2 separate regions of the Canis lupus genome follow, and region 1 is linked to region 2. Evidence: chromatin contacts called from public Hi-C data. All regions are on one chromosome and are shown on one strand. The core of a region is the stretch at or near the end of the contact, and the rest is flanking DNA. Distances in the headings are between cores, read along the strand shown.

What was found. Hi-C and Micro-C count contacts between places; a contact is called where the count stands out from the background.
Region 1: a contact with region 2 is called in a Hi-C map of blood, with 3 times the contacts expected there. The contact joins the promoter of ZNF875 here to the promoter of WDR87 in region 2. A contact is called at or near these places in 2 of 9 Hi-C or Micro-C datasets (amygdala and blood).

Annotation. Positions count from the first base shown.
Region 1 is chr1:116,126,074-116,132,251 of UU_Cfam_GSD_1.0, reverse strand. ZNF875 (zinc finger protein 875) reads right to left here and starts at 2,462. Exons shown (of 5, transcript XM_038529045.1): 1 at 2,141-2,462; 2 at 1,663-1,759. The coding sequence starts at 2,262.
Region 2 is chr1:115,844,647-115,851,039 of UU_Cfam_GSD_1.0, reverse strand. WDR87 (WD repeat-containing protein 87) reads right to left here and starts at 5,047. Exons shown (of 8, transcript XM_038529026.1): 1 at 4,893-5,047; 2 at 1,628-1,877; 3 at 190-310. The coding sequence starts at 264. SIPA1L3 (signal-induced proliferation-associated 1-like protein 3) reads left to right here and starts at 5,185. Exons shown (of 23, transcript XM_038529024.1): 1 at 5,185-5,327; 2 at 5,642-5,816.

The sequences.
Region 1 (6,178 bases), core at 1,213-3,712, 280 kb before region 2:
CACAAACAACAGAAACTCCTTTGTTACTTAGTTTCTTCAAATTTATTTAAGGCTGTCATTCCTCCATGCACTAAACATTTCATATGTGTCAGGTATACCTCTAGGCACAGAGGCTTCATCTTAAACAATTTATCCATTCAAATGCTTGTACCCTTTGATCAATTCTTCCATATTTGTTTTTAAGTTATTAGGAGCAGAAAAAAAAATCAGCTCACACAAATGTCTGGCTTTTCCCAGAAAATCCGAATGCCTTCCTATTAACATAATGATCAGTGAAGAAAATACACACAAAATATTCAATGTTGCCTTAGGAAATGTCCTGAATTGGGTTTATTATGCATTCTTGGTACTAACACTTTCAAATGGATGAAATACTAATGAGAAACAGAACTCTCAAAGATGTTCTGATAGTGTCCAGGAAATTGTAAATCTCTACCACCGAAGATCAGGATTAAGAATAAATCAGGTCTCAAAAAAAAAATAAAATAAAATAAAGAAATTGAGGTCTTATTTTCTGTTTAAATTTTCCTCTTTTTTATAAGGACAGTCAAGGCAGATCTGAAATAACCAAGTTAATGCATATCAGAAGTGATAGTTAACCAGCTTGGCAACTGTGTTGGTGCTCAATAAATGTTAATTACATTCAGTTAAGTCAAGATCATCATAACCACCATTCACAGGGGTTAGAAAGTTTCCCCTTAAGTCCCTATACGTCCATGTCATTGATTTCCTTATGTTAAATTCCTTCTCAGCATCCTTCAAAACCTAGCTTATTCAAAAACAAAATCTACACTCCTCAGTCTGGCACTCAATCTAGCCACCCAGACTCGGAAGCGGAAAATGAAAATCCTTCAGGGGCCAGGTAGGTAACAAATGAGAGAGGCAGGCAAAATGTTAGCTGGTCAATGGTTCCAACCTCAGTTTGGAAGATACTGCGGCAAGTGCGGCAAATAAACTCAGCAGGACCGGTCCCAATGACGAAGGTACTGTTCGCTGTGAATTCCCTGACACCACAGTGCAGTTTATTTTCAGGCAATCCAGAATTTTTGGTGAAATCTCCCCATTGCCAGATGCTGAAAATGCTCTCAATGTAAAATTCAGGTCAGACCATCAAGCTCCCCTCTGTTCCACGTGTCTGTATCTTCACCAGCACATATTTAAAAATCAACCTTAAGTAATTCCACTGGTGACTATAATCTTCCCACACTTGGCAAGGGCAGTGTGCCCAACTTAGGCTAACCGTCCTTCCTGCTCTCCTCCCTGCCCTGCCAACTCTCCAACTTAACCAAATCCTCAGGGGCAGTTCAGACAGCCCTACTTCTTCTGGAAGCCCTCCCTAACGACTTCGGATCATAAGCATCTCTCCTGTCCCTGTCTTTCAATGCTTACCACTGGACAATCAAGCTTGGATGTTCCTGTATGTTTATTTCAGTTGTTCCATGTGTGTTGTTTACAACTGACCACTTTGAGGATGACTGAGGTATGGGTGGAGCAGAGAGGAATGTTAAAGGGGGGGGGGGGGCCTCCATGTGAGATGAACCACCACTCCTCCAGGAACAAGCGTGACCTTTGCTCAATACCAGCAAGGCAGGCTGCAGTGCAAGGAAAAGGATTGGATTCATCCTGTTGGCAGCCAACATGGAATGTGATGAAAATTCTCACCTCTTTTTTGGCTTTCAGAAGCCCCGTGGCCATTTTCCTGGTCTCCTGAATGCTCTCCCTGGAGAAGGGCAAAGTCTCAGAAGACAGAGCTGGGGATCTGAAGAGAAAGAAGAGCGTGCCTAGATGGAAAAGCCCCTCCCCGGGAGTTAAGGCGGGGTCTGCTCCGGAGCCCCCCAACTGGGTGTTCGGTGTCACAGAAATCACGAGCACAACCCAATGCCCATCCAGAGCCCTGGTTCAGAGTGACCGAGCACCCTCAAGTCCAGCCCCAAGTCCTGGCCAGGGAGTGGTGTCCATGTCCCCCCCGGCAGGGGAGTAAGGGGCTGTGTCTAACTCTATGCTGGGATGAAAAGATAACGGCCTGGACGTGCCCACAGAAGAGCGCCCGAGTTCAGAGGCAGCCTGTGTCCCCACGAGTAAAACAGGGACAAGCAGAGGGACGTGCTGACTGGACGAAGCAATGACTCAAGGCACTCACGGAACGCGGGGTGCACGTTGCCAATCCTGAGGCTGACGCTCGGGAATCAAGCGCAGAAGCATGCAAGAGACTCGAAGAGGGAGGCCTAACCCGCCGCCAACCAGCGAGGGGGCGGGACCCATAGACCGGAAGTGCTCCTGCTACGTAAACTCCACCGCCAGGAGAGCGCGTGGGACGGCGGAAGTGGCCGCGCGGGCCTCTGGGGAGTGTAGTCTTTGAGACGAAGAGGCGGTGGGTGAGGAGGCTTCGCCCACCGCAGGGTGTCTCTGACATCTGCGCCTCTCATACAACGAAGCTTAGGCGCTCACTGTTAAGACGCCCAGACTGCAAGGTACTCGTTTCTCCTCCGACGGCCAGTGAGATCTCACGGATCAATGAGAGCGTAGGAGGAATGCCGGAGGATCCTAGGAAACGTGGTCCTGGCGCCCCGTCCCCCCTCCCGGCGTCACGGAGGCGGGTCGTCCGTGCGCGCTGACCTTCAGAGAGTTGTGGTTGCCGAGGGCGGGGCGGGGGAGTGAAGGGTAAAGAGGAAAAATATTTTGACAGTTTTGTTCATCATGAATTTTTTTTTAAGATTTCATTCATTTTTTTAAGAGATTTTATTTATTTATTCATGAGAGACACAGATAGAGAGGCAGAGAGAGAAGCAGGCTCCATGCAGGGAGCCCGATGTGGGACTCGATCCTGGGTCTCCAGGATTAGGCCCTGGGCTGAAGGTGGTGCTAAACCGCTGAGCCACCAGGGCTGCCCATCATGGATTTTTTTGCATGCATTTTGATTTCAAAGATACTACCTTAAAATGTGTCTCTTGATTACTGAGTTTCTATGGTGCCCCATTATATGTTGCCTCCAAAGTTCCAGCTGTAAGGAAGGGCATGAATAGATATGAAGCTCGTTGGCACCTACTGGCCTGTGGTTGTTGTTTTTTTTTGTTTGTTTGTTTGTTTTTTATGATAGTCACAGAGAGAGAGAGAGAGGCAGAGACATAGGCAGAGGGAGAAGCAGGCTCCATGCACCGGGAGCCTGACGTGGGATTCGATCCCGGGTCTCCAGGATCGAGCCCTGGGCCAAAGGCAGGCGCCAAACCGCTGCGCCACCCAGGGATCCCTGGCCTGTAGTCTTGATAGAAGGTGAGGGCCTGGTTTCTGGGCATCAAGTAGCCAGAAAGAGGGCTTTGGGAGTTTACCCTGAATTGTTGAATTGTGAGTTATCTTTTCTTTCCTAATTTCCCCAGTATCCACAATTCCCTGATAACAGAACCTCCCTAAGCCCCACCCACAAGGCACCTCCAAAACCTATCAAGGTGCAAATATTCAAAAACTACTCTTGAATCTTCATATCCCATTCCAAAATCTTTTCCAATATCCCTTTACCTGGAGAAGTAAAAAAAACACAAAATTTGCATGTTAGTATCAGCCTCTCCCTTGTTTTTGCTTTTTTTTTTAAGATTTTATTTATTTATTCATGAGAGACAGAGGCAGAGACACAGACAGAGGGAGAAGCAGGCTCCATGCAGGGACCCTGATGTGGGACTTGATCCCAGGACTCCAGGATCACGCCCTGAGCCAAAGGCAGACTCTTTCACCGCTGAGCCACCCAGGCATCCCTAGCCTCTCCCTTTGGATGGTGTTCAGGAAGGATCAGCCCAGTGCCCTATTCCAGTCCTGGTGGTACAGCTCACCAAGGGTTTCATATGGACGAATGAGAGTGTTTGTTAACAGAACTCACTAAGAACCAAAATCAGAGCACACATGAAATGGAGAGACTGAAAGCCTTAGAGAAGGAATTTGGGTACAGGGGGTGGAAAGTAGTTGGAGATGGGATCATGAGATAATCCAGATTCCTTTGTGTAGATGTGTGCACAGAGTCAGTGAAAAGATACTGAAGCTGACAGGCTACCTATAAGTCAAACATAATATAATGGCAGGTCAGGTGATGATGTAACTCGGTGGACCTACTTCCCTTTCTTCAGGGAAGGGAAAAGGGCTGGAGGTTGAATCAGTCGCCAGTGGCCAATGACTTAATCAATCATGCCTGTGTAACAAAGTCTCCATAGAAACACACACACACACACACACACAAAACATGGAATTGGGCAGCCCGGGTGGCTCAGTGGTTTAGCGCTGCCTTCAGCCCAGGGCCTGATCCTGGAGACCTGGGATCAAGTCCCATGTCGGGCTCCCTGCATGGAGCCTGTTTCTGCCTCTGCCTGTGTCTCTGCCTCTCTCTGTGTGTCTCTCATGAATAAATAAATAAAATCTTAAAAACAAAACAAAACATAGAACTCAGAGAACTTCCAGGTTGGTGGAGATTCAGGGAGAGTGGTGCACTCAGAGTATGAAAGCTCTGTGACCCTACCCCATACCTGTTCCTGAGCTACATAATCTATAATAAAGCTGGTAATCTAGTTAAGTAAAATATTTCTCTGAATTCTGTGAACCTTCTAGCAAATTAAATGAACCAGAAGAGGGGGTTTTTGGAGCCTCCAATCTATACGAAGTTGGTCAAGGCCCTGTTGACAACCTGGACTTGTGATTCACATCTTGAATAGTGTGAGAGGCAATCTTGTAGGACTGAGCCCTTAACCTGTGGCATGTGATGTTATCTCCAGGAAGAGTTCAGAATTGGGTTGAAATGTAGGACACCCAGCTGGTGTCTTAGAATAGCTTTGATGTGTGTGGGGAAAAACCCAATTGGAATTAGGGTGTGGAACTCCTTTATCTTGGACCTGACTTTGCTTAATAAATCTCAGAGCTTTGAGATGTCATCTCTGTGCTTTGAGGAGTTCTATTTCCCACACTCCTATCTGCACCTGAGGCTCAGAGATGTGAAAATCCGTTTAAATTATGAACACAGTGGAGAAATAAATCTAGTTATGCCCATCTAGAAATATGTCTGGTTAAAATTAACATCAGATAAAAATCAAAGAGAAAAATTTGAAGACCTAGTCTTTGAAATTAAAAGCCAGCAAACTGCTGTGTTACTGATGAGTCGAAGAAGGCATTGACCTGCAATCTATAAAATCATTGGAAGAAACAATAGTGAAAATACTTCAGGTCTAAACCTGCAGAATGAGATTACTCTGATACACAGAGATATCTTTAAAAGATAAGGTCTGTACATATCTATAGAAGGAACTTCTGGGGCATCTCAGGGTTAAGCATCTGCCTTTGGCTCAGGTCATGATCTCAGGGTCCTGGGATCGAGCCCCATGTTGGACTCCCTGCTCAGTGGGGAGGCTGCTTCTTCCTCTCCCTCTGCCTCCCCCCGCCCTCCACACTTGGGCTCTTTTTCTCTCTTTCACATGTTCCCTCTCTCTCTAATAAATAAAATTTAAAACTCCAGAAGTCTAAATAAAAATGATCACAAAAAGAGAAGGACAAAACTACATAATGGGGGCAGCAGGGGTTAGTCTAAATCACCAATGAGTCAAATAATCAAAAGTTAATTTCCAATGAATGATGATAAATAAAAATGGCAGTGAGAGGGAAACTTTTAGGCTGAAAGTAATCTGTGACTTAGAAATTAAGGCAGATGGGGACACCTGAGTGTCTCAGTGGTTGAGCATCTGCCTTTGGCTCAGGGTGTGATCCCAGGATCCTGGGATCGAGTTCTACATCGAGCTCCCCACAGGGAGCCTGCTTCTCCCTCTGCCTATGTCTCTGCCTTTCTCTCTGTGTCTCTCATAAATAAATAAATAAAATATTTTAAAAAGAAATTAAGGCAGAAAATGAAGGAGCTAGACTTTCAGGTCAGAAAACTAACAGGAAAGTAGGATGTGAGAGAGGGAAGAAAAAATCAGATGAGGAGTTGGGGCACTTATGGGGCTGCACGAGGGAGGAAGAAGTGAGGTTTGTACATAAAATCATTACAGAGAGGCAGTCCTCTAGGAGGTGTGTACACAAAGATCATGGCTAGATGGAAAGGAAGATGACAGACACCTTTGGAAAGTATATTCAGGGATTGACAGTGAATAAAAAACACAAGACAGAGTCCAGGGTAGAACCTTTCCCATCCTATGCACAATCACAAAATGCC
Region 2 (6,393 bases), core at 3,798-6,297:
TACTCACAAGAGATCCCTAGGCCATTCATTTGAAAATGGATGGCCCACTTCCTACTAAGGTGACAAGTGTCTTATAGTCTACTGTGCCTGCTTCCTGTATCCCTGGAAAACCTATGCTCCTCTGAAGCGCTCATAACTATCAAGATAGATAGAGGCCAATAACATGTTTATGTCCTACATATGTATTACCTTGCTTTTATGTATGATGTCATTTATGAGATATTTAAAATCCTTCCACAGGGGAATGAGTCTCGTGGAAGACATCACATTGATTATTCCCTGGTCCTCCTCAGGACCGTTGCTTAAAAACCTGTGGGAATCCAAAAGAGGCCAGCTTAGCCATTACTACTCTTTGAGGAATTAGGACTCAGGAGTCAAGATCCATGAACTCTTGTGTATGGAACACTTTTTTGAACGTCAGGAACTAACACAAGACACACATTCTCATTTAATTCTCACTGAGGCCCAGTGAGGTAGGTATAACCCCATTTAATAGATGAGGAAATTGAGGCTTGGGGAGGGTGAATAAAAGAGTTGAGGATTGAATCTTAACACTGGCTGTTATAACCCCACAGGATATTATGGGTGAAGGAAGCAGGGAGGGGGTCTAGAAAGGAATACTGTCACGAACAAATAGCATTTCTTTGCTACTGGTGGTGTGTCAAGAGAGCATTTGCAAGGGCTTGGAGTTCCCAGAGTGTGGTCTCTGGACCTCATGTACCAGGATTCCTAGGGAAAGAGTCTTTCCTAAAATACAAATCCCTAGGTTCTGTCCTAGACCTACTGACACAGAACCATGGCGGTGGGACCCACAGGCCTTCACTTCTAACAAGTCCCCTAGGTGATTCTATGGACATTCATGTCTGACTACTGAAATAGGAAATTGAAATGAGAGGGCCTCTAGGACTAAGAGTCAGACCCTACCTTGTACTACTGGAGAAAGGATTTAGCCCTCTGGCTTTGCAGGCTTGCCCAGGCTTGTGGAATCAAGTAGCTATCCTACACATGATGCATCGGCTGTTCATCATCCTCTTCCCCCTTTCCTTCTCCTTGGCCTTCATGAAGACAAACCTCTACTTTTCCTTCTTGGGTTGAGAATGTTACTTATATAAGCCCCCCTCTGTCAGGGGGCATTCCTGGTCTGATGATGGGCTTGTGTTCTTTATTTGTAAAATGTTTGCCAGCCTTGCCTGCTTCACAGGATTGTTGCAAAGATCAAAAAGGATAATTCCTGTGAATTCATTTTTAAGTATACTCTGAAACAACAAACAGTGATTCCCGCTGTTTTTAGGCTGGTTTGGTTCTCAGACAATTATTTATCTTTCCAACCCATACTTGGTACTTTTCAGTTGCTCTGGAAACATGACAGCTAAATTTATAGTCTGGCCAGCAGAGGGCAATGGAGGCCACCCTTGTGCCTGCCAGATGAAGGAAAACTGATGAACTTTAGGTTTGAAGTAGCTCCTGCTAGGGTGAGACCCTAGGCCAGCACTAGGAACTTGTTAGAAATGCAAATTATTGGGCTCCACACCAGACCTACTGAATTGGTAACTCTGACGGTAGGGCCCCCAAGTCAGTTTTACAATCTCTCTGATCTTAAATGCACTCAAATCTGAGAACCACTTACCTGGAGTAATTGGGAGTTCAGATCAGTTTGGCCTGGACCTCCTGAGGTAAGGTCAGCAGAACCCACCCTCTGGCACTGCTAAGCCCAGGCCCTCTGTTACCACAGAGACTTGGTGGCTGGATTTAGGGGAAGTAGCAGGCAAAACGTGTCGTCCTCTCGTGTATAGAGTGGGTTAGATCCACCCTCCCAAAAAAGTTTTCACATCACTTCATTTCGTCTCAAAAGAATCCCGACAGGCAGAGAGTATTATCTGCATTATAAATTATAAGGAATATGAATTCAGGAGGGGAAAGGGATGTGTTCAGGCTACACGGGACAGATTCAAGACTATGATTCAATCCATTGTTCAGGATTCCACTACCATATCAGAGGAGGAAGAGGCTCTGGCAGCTGATGCCAAGGAAGCTCTCTGACCCACAGACCCACTAATGGGAACTGGTGGCTGGCTGTCAGACACTAACATCCCCTTTGCCTCTTTCTACTCTCCCCAAGGCTGCATGCTGCCCCCCTGCCATACCTTTTCCCATTCTATTCCCCTGTACCACTCCACTTGCTGCTCCTTTGGACATTTCTGGAGCCAGTGTGAGCTGCTTCATTCCAATCTTGCACATTAGTGGATGGCCCAGTGGGCCAGGCCCTTCAGCTCACATTTACCCCACTGGCTCCTCCTTGAAGCCCCAGAGCTGCTCAGAGAGTAGTCATTTGTAACACATTTGTGGTCATTGCCATCAGTTTGCATTGTTTCTAACATCTCCTCTGGATCCAACATTCTCTTGGCTAGCCTGCAAAAAGTAAGCGGTTAGGAAGGACCCTTTGGGGGCACATTCCTTCAGAGTTAGTAAGAAAGAAGGTCTTCAAACCCCAAGCCTCTGTGTTTGTTTGTTTGTTTGTTTGCCATTCTCTCATTCCCTATATACTAGCTTCCTCAGGTCACCCTCAGAGGAAACCTCTCTCCTAAAGTTTCCTCACATTTGACTCTCCAATCCCATTATCTGTCCCTAAAAGCTGGAGTGAGCTCCAGATGCCTTAATTCCAATAGTCTTGACATTTTAATATCTTGATAACCCAAAGATGATCTAATGGGAGAATTCAAACCCTGCAGTCAATTTAGGGGAGTTAGTATTTGGGGCCAAGGTTTGGTATGTCCTACTGACTATGGAGGCCAACCAGGTCTATGACTGGGCACTGCACTACATCCTTTTCTTAGCTGCACTCTCCAATGTGATGAGATGGAAGGCCAGATTCCAGCAAGTCCTGCCTTTGTAATAAAGAGAATTGGCTCTAGGGGGCACTGCACTCCATGAGACTCTTGGGCTCCTGGGCTCCCTTAGGGTCACTGTGTGGCTAGGTGTATGACCTGGAGGGCATACAGTTCTTGCCCCAGAGAGCTTATAGTTCAGCAAGGAAGGCAGACATCAAAGAGTAGTCATAAAATTGATTACAATGAGAAATTCTGAGTGATGGGTTATATTATTTGAACTTTTCTGCAACTTTTAATCTTCTCAAGGTTAAAACAGATTATGCTATAGATTTGCTTTTAAGAAGGAAAGGAACAAAGCCCTGTGAGTACATATAACAAGGAGACTTGGCCACCCAGAAGGAGGGTGATGTGTGCTCCACACATTGAGATATGTCCTGCATGAACCCCATGGCCTCATAGGCGGCTCTCACATTATAGGACAAGGTTACAGAGAACTGGCATCAGAAGGGCCTAATTAGTCAGGGGGGCTGTAATGCCAGAGGCAATCTTGGGAACTGATTGGGCATTTTAAATATATTGTTTCATTTAATTCTTTTTTTTTTTTTTTTTAAAGATTTTATCTATTTATTCATGAGAAAGAGAGAGGCAGACACAGGCAGAGGGAGAAGCAGACTCCATGCAGGGAGCCTGATGTGGGACTCGATCCCAGAACCCCAGGATTACACCCTGGGCCCTGGTCTCAACCGCTGAGTCACCCAGGCATCTTTGTTTCATTTAATTCTTATGATGATTCTATGACTTAGCTAGCATCCTCCATTTAAACAACTTTTTTAAATGGACATGGTAAAAAATATTCAAAAGATAACCAAGGAGCGTATAATGAAAAAGTCACACATGAGAACCTATCCCTGCTTCCCCTTCACAAAGATAGCCCTGGCTGTGTCTTTCTACAGGTGTTCTGTACATACTCAAGCATATATGTAAAAGGTATCCTTCAAATGGTAATGCACTATATATACTGTTCTGCAGTGTTCTCTCTCATCTAATATATCATAGAGATTAACTCATATTAATACATATAGCTTGGTCTCATTTTTCAGCAGTTGCCAGCAGCATGGTATTGATCATTTATTTATCCAAACTTAATAATTAATGGACATCGGACAGTTTCCAACCTTTTGCCACGACAGCCCACACCACAAATGAGTATCTTTGTTAATGCCTCAGTTTTAATTTTATTTCATTTTAAATGAAATTTTAAAATTGAAGCAATGTAAACATAACTATTTGGGATATATTGGGTTAAATAAAATATTAAAATTGATTTCACCCGTTTCTTTAATTTTTTAATGTAATAATGAAAATGGCATATGTGGTTGCATTATAATTCTGTTGGATACTCCTGTTTAAGATTGTCCCTGTCTGGGAGTGGTCTGATAACCCCACTGGTCTTAGGTCCCTCCGTTTAGGAACCCAGTTTGTCCTGACTTCCCGGTGTCCCCATAATCACCCAACCTGGCAGGAAGTAAGCGCTTAACACATTTCTGTTGAATGAATGACCCTCTGCCCTCTCCCAGGAAGAATATATATTTCCCAGCTTCAAGTCTTAACGGAGCATCTTCTTGGAAGAATGAATGAAGTGGGAATGGTATTGAGTGGATTTTCTTGATAGAGGACCTTGCACTTGAGCCAATTTCCTCTTTAATCCCAATGGAGTTGGAGTGGTTAACATCTGTTTTTTTTTTTTTTTTTTTTTTTTAAAGGTTCGGATTCTTGATTATGTCAGTAGGTGGACTAAATCTGAACACAATTCCCAGGCGGTCGGTACTCAACAAGCAGTAGACACCCTCAGAATGTGTGATCAACGGAGGGTGGCTAACAGGGCCTCCGGGCAGCCTTCTGGGTGGTGGTCCTGAGGCTCCCGTGGAAGCAAGAGCTCTGGGGCTGCCGGGGCCGGTGAGGCCACCACACCCGAGGCCCCTACACACTCGGCCGCCCGGCCCTCGGCGTGGGCAGGGAGGGCGCGCCCGCCTCTTCAAGGCTGGGGCCATCCATGCCTGTTACCTGCGACGACAGGAATCCGGACAAGGGACGGGTACGGCGCGTGTGGCGACACCCGAGAGCTCCTATGTGAAGGAGCAGACCTAGAAGGAGCGCCTGGCTAGCGACCTTGGGGATGCTGCGGGAAGACTCCGCGGACGGAGCGGTTAGCCCCCCAACCCCGCGCGGCGCAGAGTGACCGAGGCGAAGGGAGGGAGCGCGCGTGCGCACTGGCGCGTGCCCGGTAGGAAGCAGCCCAGAGCGCGATTCCGCGCGCGCGCGCGTTCGAATGAGAAAAAAAAAGTCTCCCCGCGGGGGCCCGCGGCATTTAGGCCCGTGTTGGCCAGCGAGCGCGCGTGCGCGAGCGCGCAAAGACGCCCTCCTCGGCCGCTCCCCTCCGTTGGGGGTCTAGCGCACAGCTCCGCTGTCCCCGCCTCTCCCGAGGCTCGCGCCCTCGGGGTAAGTGCCTCGCGCCCGGCGGAGAAGGGCGGGTGAGTCAGCCGGAGGAAGGTTGGAGGTGGACAGGATTGGGAGAAAGGGAAAAACCGCCCTCGCGGAGCCTAGAGCTCGGCTACCGGGCTGAGAGTCTGCAGAAGACACGCCTCCATCCCTCACGCCCCTCGGGGCTGCGGAAGTGCTCTGGAGACTGGAGCGGCAGCGAGGCGACAGGTGGACTACCATTCCCAGAAGGCGGTGCGGGGCTGCGCCTACTGCTCCCGGCAGTACCTGCGCGTCAGGCCTCTCTTTTTTTTTTTTTTTTTTTTTTTTTTCAGTTTGCTGCCGCCTAGGGCGAAACTACAGTTCCCAGGAGGCTTCGCGCGAAGCGGCTTGGAAGTGGGCAGCCTGGAAGTCACTCGGGCCACTGGAGCTGGCGGCGTCTCCAGCGAGCAGCGCGGGGCCGGACGCCGGGTTCGTGGGGCCCGCGGGGCGGGCAGCTAGGACGCCCAGGTATGTGGCTTCGGGTGCAGGGGCGGCCTCACGCAAGGGTGGCGGGGGGAATCGATGTCCGCTCGGACCCCGAGGTCAGCGCGGGCTGGAGACCCGGCGGACGGCCGGGTGTGGGCACCGGTTGTTGGGGGCGGGGGCGCCGGACTCACGCCCTCCGGACCTGGCCGGACCTGTGCCCGCATGGCTCAACTTTCGGGACCTGCTCCCCGGCACTGTATGGTGGAGCATGGAGTGGGAGTCGGGTAGCGGTGGGTTCGCGTCCTGCCTCTGCCACTCGGGAGCTGCCATCTAGGGAAACCGCACCGAACCTCAGTTCTCCCTTAGATAAAACGGAAGGAAGAGTGCCTTTTGCTGGGCATTCTATTGAGATGTTGAGATATGGCGAATAAAGCATTTGGCACATGGAAGGCATTTACTACATGTTTGCGCTATTGTTGGCTCCCAAGAAATAGGGTGAAGGTATTATCTGTAGCATAGGATTAGTTGAGGGTGTGCGTGTATGGGGCCAAGTCCATACTTAGCACTCAGTGCAGGATGGCTGCTGTTAACTGAAATTATTTTGTGAGCTTTGGTTTGG